Regions from separate parts of the Sus scrofa genome. Here region 2 is linked to region 1. The links are chromatin contacts, called in public HiChIP or PLAC-seq maps. All regions are on one chromosome and are shown on one strand. The core of a region is the stretch at or near the end of the contact, and the rest is flanking DNA. Distances in the headings are between cores, read along the strand shown.

Region 1 (5,674 bases), core at 1,843-4,342:
GCGCCTGCAGCATATGGAGGTTCCCAGGCTAGGGGTACAATCAGAGCTGCAGCTGCCGGCCTACACCACAGCCACAGCAACGCCAGATCCGAGCTGTGTCTGTGACCCACACCACAGCTCACAGCAACACCGCATCCTTAACCCACTGAGTGAAGCCAGGGATCAAACCCAGGCCCTCATGGATAGTAGTCAGATTCGTTTCCGCTGAGCCAGGAAGGCAACTCCTAACATCCCTCATTTTGGAGGCAAGAGAAATGCCTCCCCACTCCAATACCTGCTGACCTGAATCAAGGCCCTGCCATGGGCCCTCGGAGGAGCGATGTCACTCTATCAGCGAGTCTTTAGAGCACACACAACGAACACAGCAAGTTCTGCTGATTCAGGAGAAGTGAAAACAAAACAGCATGCCTCCTACCAAGAGGGGGGGTGGAGGTAACACACAAGGCAATACGGGCTGTTTAGAATCCAGCGGAAGGTGGACCAGCGAACTCACATCCTTGGTTTCGGTTTATTCTCATATTAAATGAAAAGGCCACCTTACACAATGTGTAAGTTTCCTTCCAGGTCTGAAAGTACCTGATGTAGCGCATCACGCATTTAAGGTCTCCTAAGGGAAACCACAAGCTCACGGTGAATGGAAAACTTGCATGCGGAACAGCCGTTTGGTGGCAGCAGTAGAATATGAATGGTAGATTACAGATGTACAGCCTAACTAGGGTGCCTTCGTCTCTTAGGTACCATCTCTGCACGACCTTGAAATATTCTGCTCGAATTAAAAAATCAAAGTTTTTGTGCAGTAAAGAATCTGGGGGGGGAAGAGTATAGGCTTTACTTGTTAAATTTTAAGTGTGAGAGTGATTAGAGGTACCGATGAGGTCATCAGGTGACCCTGACTGTAAGAGGTGTCCTTAGAAGTGAAGGAGACACAGGAAGAAGGGGACCCACGTGACAGAGCAAAGACCCAAGTGATGGGTCTGCCAGCCAAGGAACGTCAAGGATGGTGCCAACACAGAAGCTCGGAGAAGGCAGGGCACACTCACCCTAGAGCCTGCAGAGAGCACAGCCCTGGGGACAACGTGATGCTGTGAAAGAGTACACTTCTGTTGTTTTAAGCCTCCTGCTGTATGGTGATTTGCTGAGGCAACCCTAGGAAACTCATCCAGAAGATGTAATGTGCCAGAGCCCAAGTACCCACCACCTGGGCCCACAGCAGTCCAGGTATGGTTCTGGGGCACCCAGAACAGCAGCATCTTCCTCCATGGGCTGTGCTGTGGTCAGGGCAGTGCTGTGTGGTCCCAGGCTGGCGGCTCTCTGATCACGAAAGAGACAGCAACTCCCTTGGTGGCTGGCTACTGGGACACTTTGCTAGAAGCTCAGACTTCCTCCCAACTATCAAATACTATTAAATGCAGTTGAATAAAGTCCTTCCCGCTTAAAAAGGAGAAGGAATGATTAGAAGAGTAGTGGGAGAACTGCCTGATAAACTACCACTCAGTATCAACAGTTGATTTTTTTTTTTTTTTTTTTTTTGGTCTTTTTAGGGCCCCAGGTGTGTCATATGGAAGTTCCCAGGCTAGGGGTGGAATTAGAGCTACAGCTGCTGGCCATGGCCAGAGCCATGCAGGATCAGAGCCGTGTCTGCAACCTACACCACAGCTGATGGCAACAATGGATCCTTAACCCACTGAGCAAGACCAGGGATTGAACCCACATCATCTTAGATACTAGTTGGGTTCATTACCGCTGAGCCACAATGGGAACTCCAACAGCTGATATGTTAAACACTTAGTCATAAAATGACAAAGTGAAGTGGAAAACAATATGCCATTCAATAACCAAAAACTAAATGTAAAAACTTCATTAAAACTTGACTTCACATACTGAAAATGTTAAAAAAAAAAAAAGCCAGTTTTCACTGAATGCCTCACCTGTCACTATGCTATTCTAAATGTGTTTTAATACCAAAGACTCTAAAAAAAAAAAGTGAGTTTGTAGATTACCAAGAAATGAGAATGAAATATTAATTTATTGCTATAAAATCAATCCATTAATAAGCATTCTTCTTGTATAAATAGCTTTCAATGTATCTGTATTCGTTGAATAGTAAACCATGCCTAGACGTAAACTATGTGAAATAATGACATGCTCTCTGCTTAAAATAAACTACCTATCATCCAGTTCTGGTGTCTTTATGCCCACATGCAAACAGATCACATCATTTTACCATAAGGTCCCGCAGTTAGGTAAACAAGGCAAAGGCAGATTTCCAACTCCTTTCCTTTTAGATGCCTAACAATTTTTCAAACACATGTCTACCTTTTCAATTTTCCCAATTATAATATGATAGAGAATATGTGCCTTTGTTACAGTTGCAACCACAACAGAAATTACAGTAATCAGCCAGGTAAATATGAGAATTTAAAAAAAAAAAAAAACAGAATTGGAAACACACTAGAAAGAATATTCTAAATTTTTCCATTTTTTGAGTCAGTATTTGAGAATATTTCTGCAACTCTCTCCTTCTGTGGTTGTCCAAAATATAACCCCTACGTCTCTTGTGGCTTTTTCTACCTGAGGAACCAGGAATTACTGACACCCCCCCCCAAAAAAAAGGTAATACAAATATTAACACAGATTGGGAATCACTAAACCATGAATATGGAAATCACAGGGCAAAAGGCAAGGAGAATTAAGGCAGAGAAAGGAGAAAGGACAGCAGAGCTGGAGCTGGGCAGGAGCCTGCTCAGACCAAGCTGGGCTGAGGAAGGCGGGCAGCAGGGCCTGTCATCAGAAGAAACTGAGAAGAGATTTGCTTCCCACCACCGCCAGTCCTAAGAATAGAGAAATAGATGAAATGAAACTAACGCTCACTGAGCCTCCCACCATACTTCTCCAAAGATATTTTCATTCACTCCACAAAGCAATGTGACCTGAGCTTCTAAGAAAACCATGGTCCAAACAAATGCAGGAACTCAACCCAGGTCCCAGAGCAGGAGAGAAAGCTGCGCCCTGGTCCTTCTCATGGCATGGGACCTAAAGAAAATGGTCATGTTTGTGCAACAAGGTCACATGAAGAGAAAAGGCTGATGACAACTAACCCGGAAGCTCCGGAGCCCTGAGGACTCAATATTTCGCCCACCCAGGACCCACTCCTGGGCGGGGTGGGGCTGGGCAAATCCCACTGGGTTGGCTCAAAACTGTTGCATTTTCCACTCCATCGTTCGGCTTCGCGGTAGCTGCACCCAAGTCAGCTCATTCTACTGAAAGTCAAGAAGAGTGAGGTACCTCACAAGCACCACCCTTTCTAGACAATTTTTTTTTCTCTTTACTGGAAACAAAGTCTTTTATAAAAGACTCAACAGTTCTAAAAGGAAAAAAAAATCTGTGCACCCTCTTGTTCATACCAGAAATTCTTTCTAAAAGCAACAACGGCAGTCATTTCGGTCGACTTAGAATAAAAACTGCTAAAGAAACACATTTAAAACACATTCCTACCGGTGTTATCAGTCAGTCAAGCAAAGATAAATGTCTGACATCAGAGTCCATCTTGGTTTAGTAACCAGAAGGAAGCCAGAGAGAGGGGCTTGTTCATTCGACATCACTGGATGGGCATGGGAACCCCCAAAAGGCGAAGAATGATAGCCCCGAAAAGGTGACTAAATCTAAAAGAGGCTGTTATTATTTTTATAAGGTCTCTAAACACAAAATTTGGCCATGAATAACTAGGCCTTATTGTCACAGGGACCAAAGGACCAGAAAAGGCTATATAAAACTCTGCTGTGCAAAGTCCATATCGACCCAAACAGCAATGCTAGAATCATATTCAGATCTTTGGAAGGACCTTCCAGACAGAGCAGGATGGGCCCCCCAGCCTGACTGTATAAATAAAGTTTTACTAAAGCACAGCCACACCCACCACCCACCTGTTCAGGTATATCCATGGCTACAAGGCAGCTGTGACAGAGACCATATGGTTCCCAAAGCCAGAAATACATACTCTGGTCCTTTGGAGAGAAAGTCTGTAAACCCCTGTTCTATACAAAAGCAACCTACAATGAAAAAGTTTCCTTTAATTACTTACACTGACTATCAATAGAAGATAATCTATTATCAGTGGCAAGATGTATAGAAAAGTCTATTTCCACTAACAAAAAACATGTATTTCTAAAACTTGACAGACCAATTAAGTTCCATTCATTTATGTATAATTATGCCGATTAACTATGCCGATTAACACTCTGGACAGCTATGACAACATAGCTCACTGTATAAGCTCATTATATAAAAAGTATGACAGAGGTGTTATTTTCACAAAGGTTAAATAAAGAGGTTATCCTGCGCCACAAAAGCGAAAGAATGCTTCAAGACCATCTAACCATCTTTCTCATTCCCACTGCTCACCAAAAACCATGAAATACATTCTCTGTTTTCCTTACCAAAAAAAAAAAAAATTTGTAAAGATATATAATACAAAGGCTACAAAGGGATATCCAACTATTAATCACCAAGAGGAATCAGCAGTTTAGAAGTTTTTTAACTCTAAGAATAATATGGTTCTACATTAGTTCCGTGTATGTTTTAAAATGTCAACAGCCATTATGTCCTGCAAATAAATACATTTGATTGCCATTATGTTTCCTACAAAAATGAAGGCAGAAGGAATTAAATTGAAACATTCAAAAGTATGAAGAAATTCTTTTTAAAACATTTTGCCATACATTTATAGAAAGGCTGAGAAAAATTGCTGATAAGGCAATTCAGAGCAAACAGTAATCATAAATGTCATTTCCAAAACACCTTTAGTTTATATACTAAGTTTGCTGCCACGTTTTATATATGATGTACTGAAATGCCTACTCAACAGAACTCTTGGGCAAATATTTGAAGGGACAAATATTTTAATTTGAATGAAACCAGGAATGTGAACAGAGAACTGCTTTGTGCAGCTGCACTGCACATTTTTTTAAATACCAAAGTCTACTTTAAAAAAAAAAAAATCAAAGGGAACAAAACCTGAAAGGAACTTTGGCACTTAACATCTAATTAAGCAACTTCTTTTCCAAAACTGCATTAAGTAATCATTATTCTCTTCTCTCCAGATACCCTGAATGGTGGCTACATTAGTAATACCAGAAAGATACATTTTAAAACATCAGACAGTTCCTAGGAAAACAGTTTTCTGTCCTCCAAACAGAGCAGAAGTCCAAGTCTAATGACATCTCAAACCACGTAGTTAAGTGGAAAAATAAGTAAGAAAGAAAGAAATCTACGAGAGAAATCTACACTTCAATAAATGCGCAAAGGTCAAGAAGAAAACATTTAAATGTCTGCAATAAACCCAAACTGACAATTGCAACCATCAGAAAGATGAAGGGAGAGGAGTCTGAGGTTAAATACTTCGGTCCACAAACTGCAACTGCACTCTGGTCGTGTCAAACTACAATACTGAGATTTATTATTCGGGTGTTAACACCGGGGCCTCAGCTCTCCCCTCCCCCACTCCTCTAGTCCGCTGCCATCATACCAGACGTGCTTTCCTCATTCTTGGAGTACGTGCTGTTTTATTGGGCTGGAAAAGAGCTCTTGAAATTGTCCAGCCAGGAAAATGTGTAAGTGGGAAGAGGAGTGGAGGGCGCTGCAGGTATGATCCAAATACATAAACCCGCAGGGGCAC
Region 2 (5,674 bases), core at 1,812-4,311, 600 kb before region 1:
ACAGAAATATAGATCAGTGGAATAGGATAGAAAGCCCAGAGATAAACCCATGCACTGATGGTCAAATAAGCACAGGAGGAAAACAAGGCAAGAAAATACAATGGAGAAAAGACAGTCTCTTCAACAAGTGGTGCTGGGGAAAGTGAACAGCTACATGCAAAAAAAAAAAAAAAATGAAATTAGGACATTCTCTAACATACACAAAAATAAACTCAGAATGTATTAAAGACCTAAACATAAGTTGGGTACTATATAAAACTCCTAGAGGAAAACATAGGCAGAACACTCTCACATAAATCACAATATCTTGTTTGCTCCACCTCCTAGAGTAAGGAAAATAAAAACAAAAATAAACAGATGGAATCTAACTAAATTTAAAAGCTCTGCACAGCAAAGGAAACCATAAAAAAATGAAAAGACAATCCACACAATGGAATAAAATCTTTGCAAATGAAGCAACCAACAAAGGGTTGAACCCCAAAATATGCAATCATCTCACTCAGCTTTTTATCAAAGAAAAAAAGTCCAATAAAAAAAATGGGCAGAAGATCTGAATGGACATCTCTCAAAGAAGATAGGCAGATAGCCAAAAAGCACATGAAAGGATGTTCAACCTCACTAAATAGACAAATGTAAATCAAAACTACAATGAGGTATCACACCAGTCAGAATGCCCATCATTAAAAAGTCTACAAACAATAAATGCCACAGAGGTGTGGAGAAAAGGCAATCCCCCTACACTGTTGGTGGGAAAGTAAATTGGTACAACCACCATGGAGAACAGCATAGAGGTTCCTTAAAAAACCTAAATATAGAACTGCCGTATGATCCAGAAATCCCAATATGGAGCGTATATCCAGGGAAAAGCATACTTTGAAAATATACATGCATCCCAATGTTCATTGCAGTATTATTTACAATAGCCAAGTCATGGTAGAATCTAAATGTCCATTGACAGAGGAATGGATAAAGACGATGTGGTACATATATACAATGGACTATTACTCAGCCATAAAAAAGAACAAAATAATGCCATTTGCAGCAATACAGATGCAACTAGAGATTCTCATGCAAAGTGAAATAAGTCAGATAAAGAAAGACAAATACCATATGAGATCACTAATATTTGGAATCTAATAAAAAGGATACAAAAGAACTTATTCACAAAATAGAAACAAACTCAAAGATTTTGAAACCAAACTTATGGTTACCAAAGAGGAAGTGCAGGGGGGAGGGATAAATTGGGAGGTTGGGATTGACATTATACATGACTATATGGAATAGATGAGGAACAAGGAGCTACTGTGTAGCACAAGGAACACTACTCAAAATTATGTAATAGCCTATATGGAAAAGACTCAAAAAAGAAATGGATATATGTATAACTGATTCACTCTGCTGTATACCTCATTATAAATCAACTATAATCCCATAAATTAAATGCAACTATAAATGTAATACAATTCATTGAGTAATTATATAAAAAATGAATAAATGCAAGAGCGTGATTAGAGTGAGGGGTTGTAAATTGTCATCATGCCTGGAGGGAGTGGAAGGCTTCAAAGGGGTGAGGGCAGTGTGTTGATTTGAAATACCACAGCTGTGGTTTGCTAGAGTTCATGAAGCTAGGAAGAGACTTGGTGTTCTTACTACTTTAGATGAAGAAACAAAATCAATCCTCTTAAATCATGTTTCTAAGGCAGTACAGAAATGATACATCTAAGGCAGGGATAGGCTGAGAAGTTGGGTATTCTTCAGGAAAAATGCAGTGAGCAGAATTCCAAGGTGGTGCCCAAGCTTCCCAGGTCCCACTTATTTAATCCAACACTAATCTAGGTACTGTGGCTGTGAGGCTGTGCAGAGAGAATCTGAGTCTCCTGTCAGTGAGATTTTAATCCATAGAGATTGTTCTGGGTGAGCCCAACCTCATCAAGTGTCCCTAAAAGCAGGAGCCTGAGATCCGAAGCACCAGAAGGATTCCACACGCTGCTGTGGTGGGAAGAGGGAGGAGGCCATGTGGGCCTCTAGGAGCTGAGTGCAAACCCTGGCCCACAGCCCATCCAGGAAATCAAGTCATTGGTCCAACAACATCAAGAAACAGGACTCTGGCAACCTGGAATGACCCTGGAAGCATTTTTCTGCATGTTCTCCAGATAAACACTCATCATGGCTGACACTTGGATTTCAGCTGTGTGATACCCTGAGTGGAAGAGCCGGTCACAGGGAGCCGGAATTCTGACCGACGAAACTGTGAGCTAATAACTGGTGTGGTATTAGGCTGCTGGGTTTCAGTAATTTGTTAGAGGGAAAACGAATACAAAATATTGCCTCCCTTGCAGTTTTGTCTAGGGACAGTCCATACCGTTTGCTGCCTCTGAGACAACCAGCATCCTCCCTTCCTCACCTCCTCCCTCCCTTCCCCTGGCAGACCTGGACCAGCTCTCCTTGCTGCTCAGTGTGTCCAGATAACTGAGATAAGGGTAGAAGTGGTCCCAGGTGTGGTGCTTACACCCTCTGGAGAGACTCTACACACCTCTCTTCTCCAAACTGCTGGCTGGATGTTGCTGGCCATCTCAAAATCAGAAGTCACATATGGGAGAGGGCAGCCTTGTGTCTGCCTGGGGTTCTGAATGAGGGTGTGGAGCAGAACCCCGTCTCTACAGGCATACAAACATCCTGCAATGCTGTGGAGTAAGAAATGTCCATTCTGCTACATCACCGGGACCTGAGGGTTTATGCATCCCAGCACCCAACACTGGCTTCGTGCATTCATACCCCTTATTCATCCCATTGTTACTGAGCAAATGCCAAGTGTCTTACAACTGGGATGGTCTCTGGGTACAAAAGAAAATATGGCATAAAAAGGTACCAGTTCTGAGGGGATTTTCCTTATCTGGGGGTGGGGGGGAACAAAAGCTATACAGGTAAACGAACACATCAAATTATTACGTGTTTTCCTTAGATTTATGAAAAAATAAAGTAGAATGGTAAGAACATAAGGGGAACCTATTTTCTCTGCAGTCCGTGGAAATCTTCCTGAGCACAAGAGATTTCTCCTGCAATCGAAAACATAGAAATGACTCATCCAGGCCATGGGCTGCCCAAATAGTGTGTCTCATGCTCAGAACATCTCTCACTGGGAATTCATAAAATCAGGAACATAGAAAAGTAGCTTCACGTGAAGATTTTCTGATGCCAGATTTAAGTTTGAATCGTGGCTCTGCCATTTTTTTGACTCAACACAGGGCGGACCAATTAAATGATCTGAGTTCACCTTTCCTCATCTATGAAGTGGCAATGATTTGTTCTTTAGATGGTATTGTAGGATGTCTGTATGTGTCCTGCGTGTGTCTATGTATGTTTTTATCTATCTATCTATCTGTCTATCTATCTGTCTGTCTGTCTGTCTGTCTGTCTGTCTATCTATCTATCTATCTATCTATCTATCTATCTATCTATCTATCTATCTACCTATCTATCTATTTATATCTATCAAGAGACAAAGAGAAGGCCAACACGTACTAGACATTTTGCAAATAAATAAATGCACCAAATGATGATAAGTACCAAAGAACACATCAGTGTAGGATTCCTAAATATGACTCATGCAAATTCCAAAAAGACTGCAAAAAAAAGAGCAGAGCAAAGAAAATTTCTCATAGCTATAAGCCTCCAGGTCATGAAGGCCAATGGCAGCATCCAAAAGAATAAGTGAAAATGACCCACATTAGACCAAGAATAAAGAGGAAAGCCTAAAATCTCCAGGGAGAAGAGGAAATGAAGGAACATAAGAATGAGAAACAGGTAGCAAATTGCATCTAGAATGTAATTCTAGATGCAGGGGAACAGAGCAGACATGATTTTTAAATTCTAGATTTTTAAATGTGGAGTCTACGCCAGGGCAAAATGTTGATTAAGTGTCAGAACAGAATAAAGATATTTTCATGCATGCAATCATTAGGATATTTTCTTCTTACACTAGAAGATACAAACCAGTAAGATTTTTAAAACTGCATGAGGAGTTCCCACTGTGGTGCAGTGGAAACTAACCTGACTAGTATCCACAAAGATGCAGGTTCATTCCCTCGCCTTGCTCAGTGGGTCAAGGAGCCGGGCTTGCGGTGAGCTGTGGTAAAGGTCACAGATGCAGCTCAGATCCCACGTGGCTGTGGCTGTGGCTCTGATTCGTCCCCTAGCCTGGGAACTTCTATATGCCATAGGTGTGGCCCTAAAAAGCAAAAGTTAAAATTAAAATTAAAAATGCATGAGATTCAAATGCATCAATCCTAAGACAGGAAACCGATGCAGAAAAATTTTATGATGGCATGCGAGTTGTACCTCTAGAAAGTCCCGAACGAGAACAGGAAGCTCAGCTGGGAAAGTTGTCAAGATCCAGGCAACAGGATGTGATGCCAGGGAACTCAGACATACATTTCTAGCAGCTCTGTTTTTGCAACTTGCACCCCAAGACCTTTGCTGGAGCAGATGTCACTATTAACACATAACTACATTATTCAGCTCTTATGAAAATGCTCTTGTGAACGAAGAGTTAATGATACCTTTTTCGGCTTCATGGGGAAAAAAAAAAAAAAGGAGCCTGGAATAACCCTCTGGCCCCACTGAAGTGGGAATGTGATAAAGATGGAATAGTAGCTGTTACCTGGCAACAACGCTAATGTAAATGTGATGGCTGGTTTCTAAAGGGCATGTGGACTAGGATGGTTGCATATGAACGATGGTGAACAATGGAAGTCCTGGCTTTGTGTCTCCTGAGTGCACTAGCCCAGGGCACATTTTGTCACTGGGCACATCCCTGTTGGCACATCTGGAATTATTTTAAGAGATACTGATTTCCTTTCTTAACATGGGGCTCCTAAGCCAGCGACTCCGGCACCCACACACATGATCCATTTTACATCTCTGTTGCCTCCTAGAGGGTCAAAAAGGACACAGTCCCTGGCCAGTCGTGGGTACCGCTACCCACATTCCCGTGGCCAGATCCCCTCACTGGGTGTGTTTCCTGCTCTGTGTCTCTCTGCATGAAAAGGTGCCAGCCTTCCTATTAAGTAAAATGAGAGTCTGAAATGTCCAGCAGAGCCTATGACCCCAAGAGTCAGTGCTGCTGCTATAAATTATTGACCTCATCAGAAAACCTCAATGAAGCTGTTGTTATTAAAAAGGAATCATAAAAGAAATGAAAGTGAAGAGATCTGGCTGGTTTTGTCTGGCATCTCACATTAGGGGCTTTTATTTTAGCAATCTGAACAGAAAGAACTTTATATGGGACTTGGTATAGAGGTTTGGAAAATAAGCTGATTTTGTATCTTCCTCTTTGGAAAGATTTTGGAAAGTAAAGCATGAGCGACTAGGCATGTGCGTATGTGGGTAGTTGACAAAGACGGAGAAGGGGCAGGGATGGTTGGAAAGAGCCTGAGCTTGATAACACTGCACTTGGAGCTTTGAATGGAATTTTATCTTATTTTCTTTACAAAGCAAACAAGTAGGGAAAATGTAAAGCACTGTGTTGTCTTCTTCCTTCACAGCCTCAAATCAATCAATCAGTAGGCAACGTTAGTAACTCTGAAAGAGCAGCTGACAATATCGTCTCTCTCTATATATGAAGGAAACTGTAAGGAGATCTGAAATCAGAAAATTGCTCGTTCTAGAGACCAGA

Evidence for each region. HiChIP or PLAC-seq counts read pairs in DNA pulled down with a chosen protein or histone mark.
Region 2: an H3K27ac HiChIP or PLAC-seq map of alveolar macrophages shows a contact between it and region 1. The contact joins two enhancer-like sites. A contact is called at or near these places in 1 of 5 promoter capture datasets (fetal liver) and 1 of 2 datasets of contacts at active chromatin or transcription factors (alveolar macrophages).

The regions. Positions count from the first base shown.
Region 1 is chr10:20,969,284-20,974,957 of Sscrofa11.1, reverse strand. The region is part of intron 1 of NEK7 (serine/threonine-protein kinase Nek7); the gene reads right to left. Among named protein-coding and RNA genes, the nearest start is that of NEK7, 5.5 kb to the right of the region's middle. Within about 2 kb of position 3,092, at least 7 of the 83 cell types and tissues checked have an H3K27ac peak or open chromatin away from gene starts, as enhancers often do. A contact at or near this core is called in alveolar macrophages, where this site is marked.
Region 2 is chr10:21,566,733-21,572,406 of Sscrofa11.1, reverse strand. The region is part of intron 18 of PTPRC (receptor-type tyrosine-protein phosphatase C); the gene reads right to left. Among named protein-coding and RNA genes, the nearest start is that of PTPRC, 87 kb to the right of the region's middle. Within about 2 kb of position 3,061, at least 1 of the 83 cell types and tissues checked has an H3K27ac peak or open chromatin away from gene starts, as enhancers often do. A contact at or near this core is called in alveolar macrophages, where this site is marked.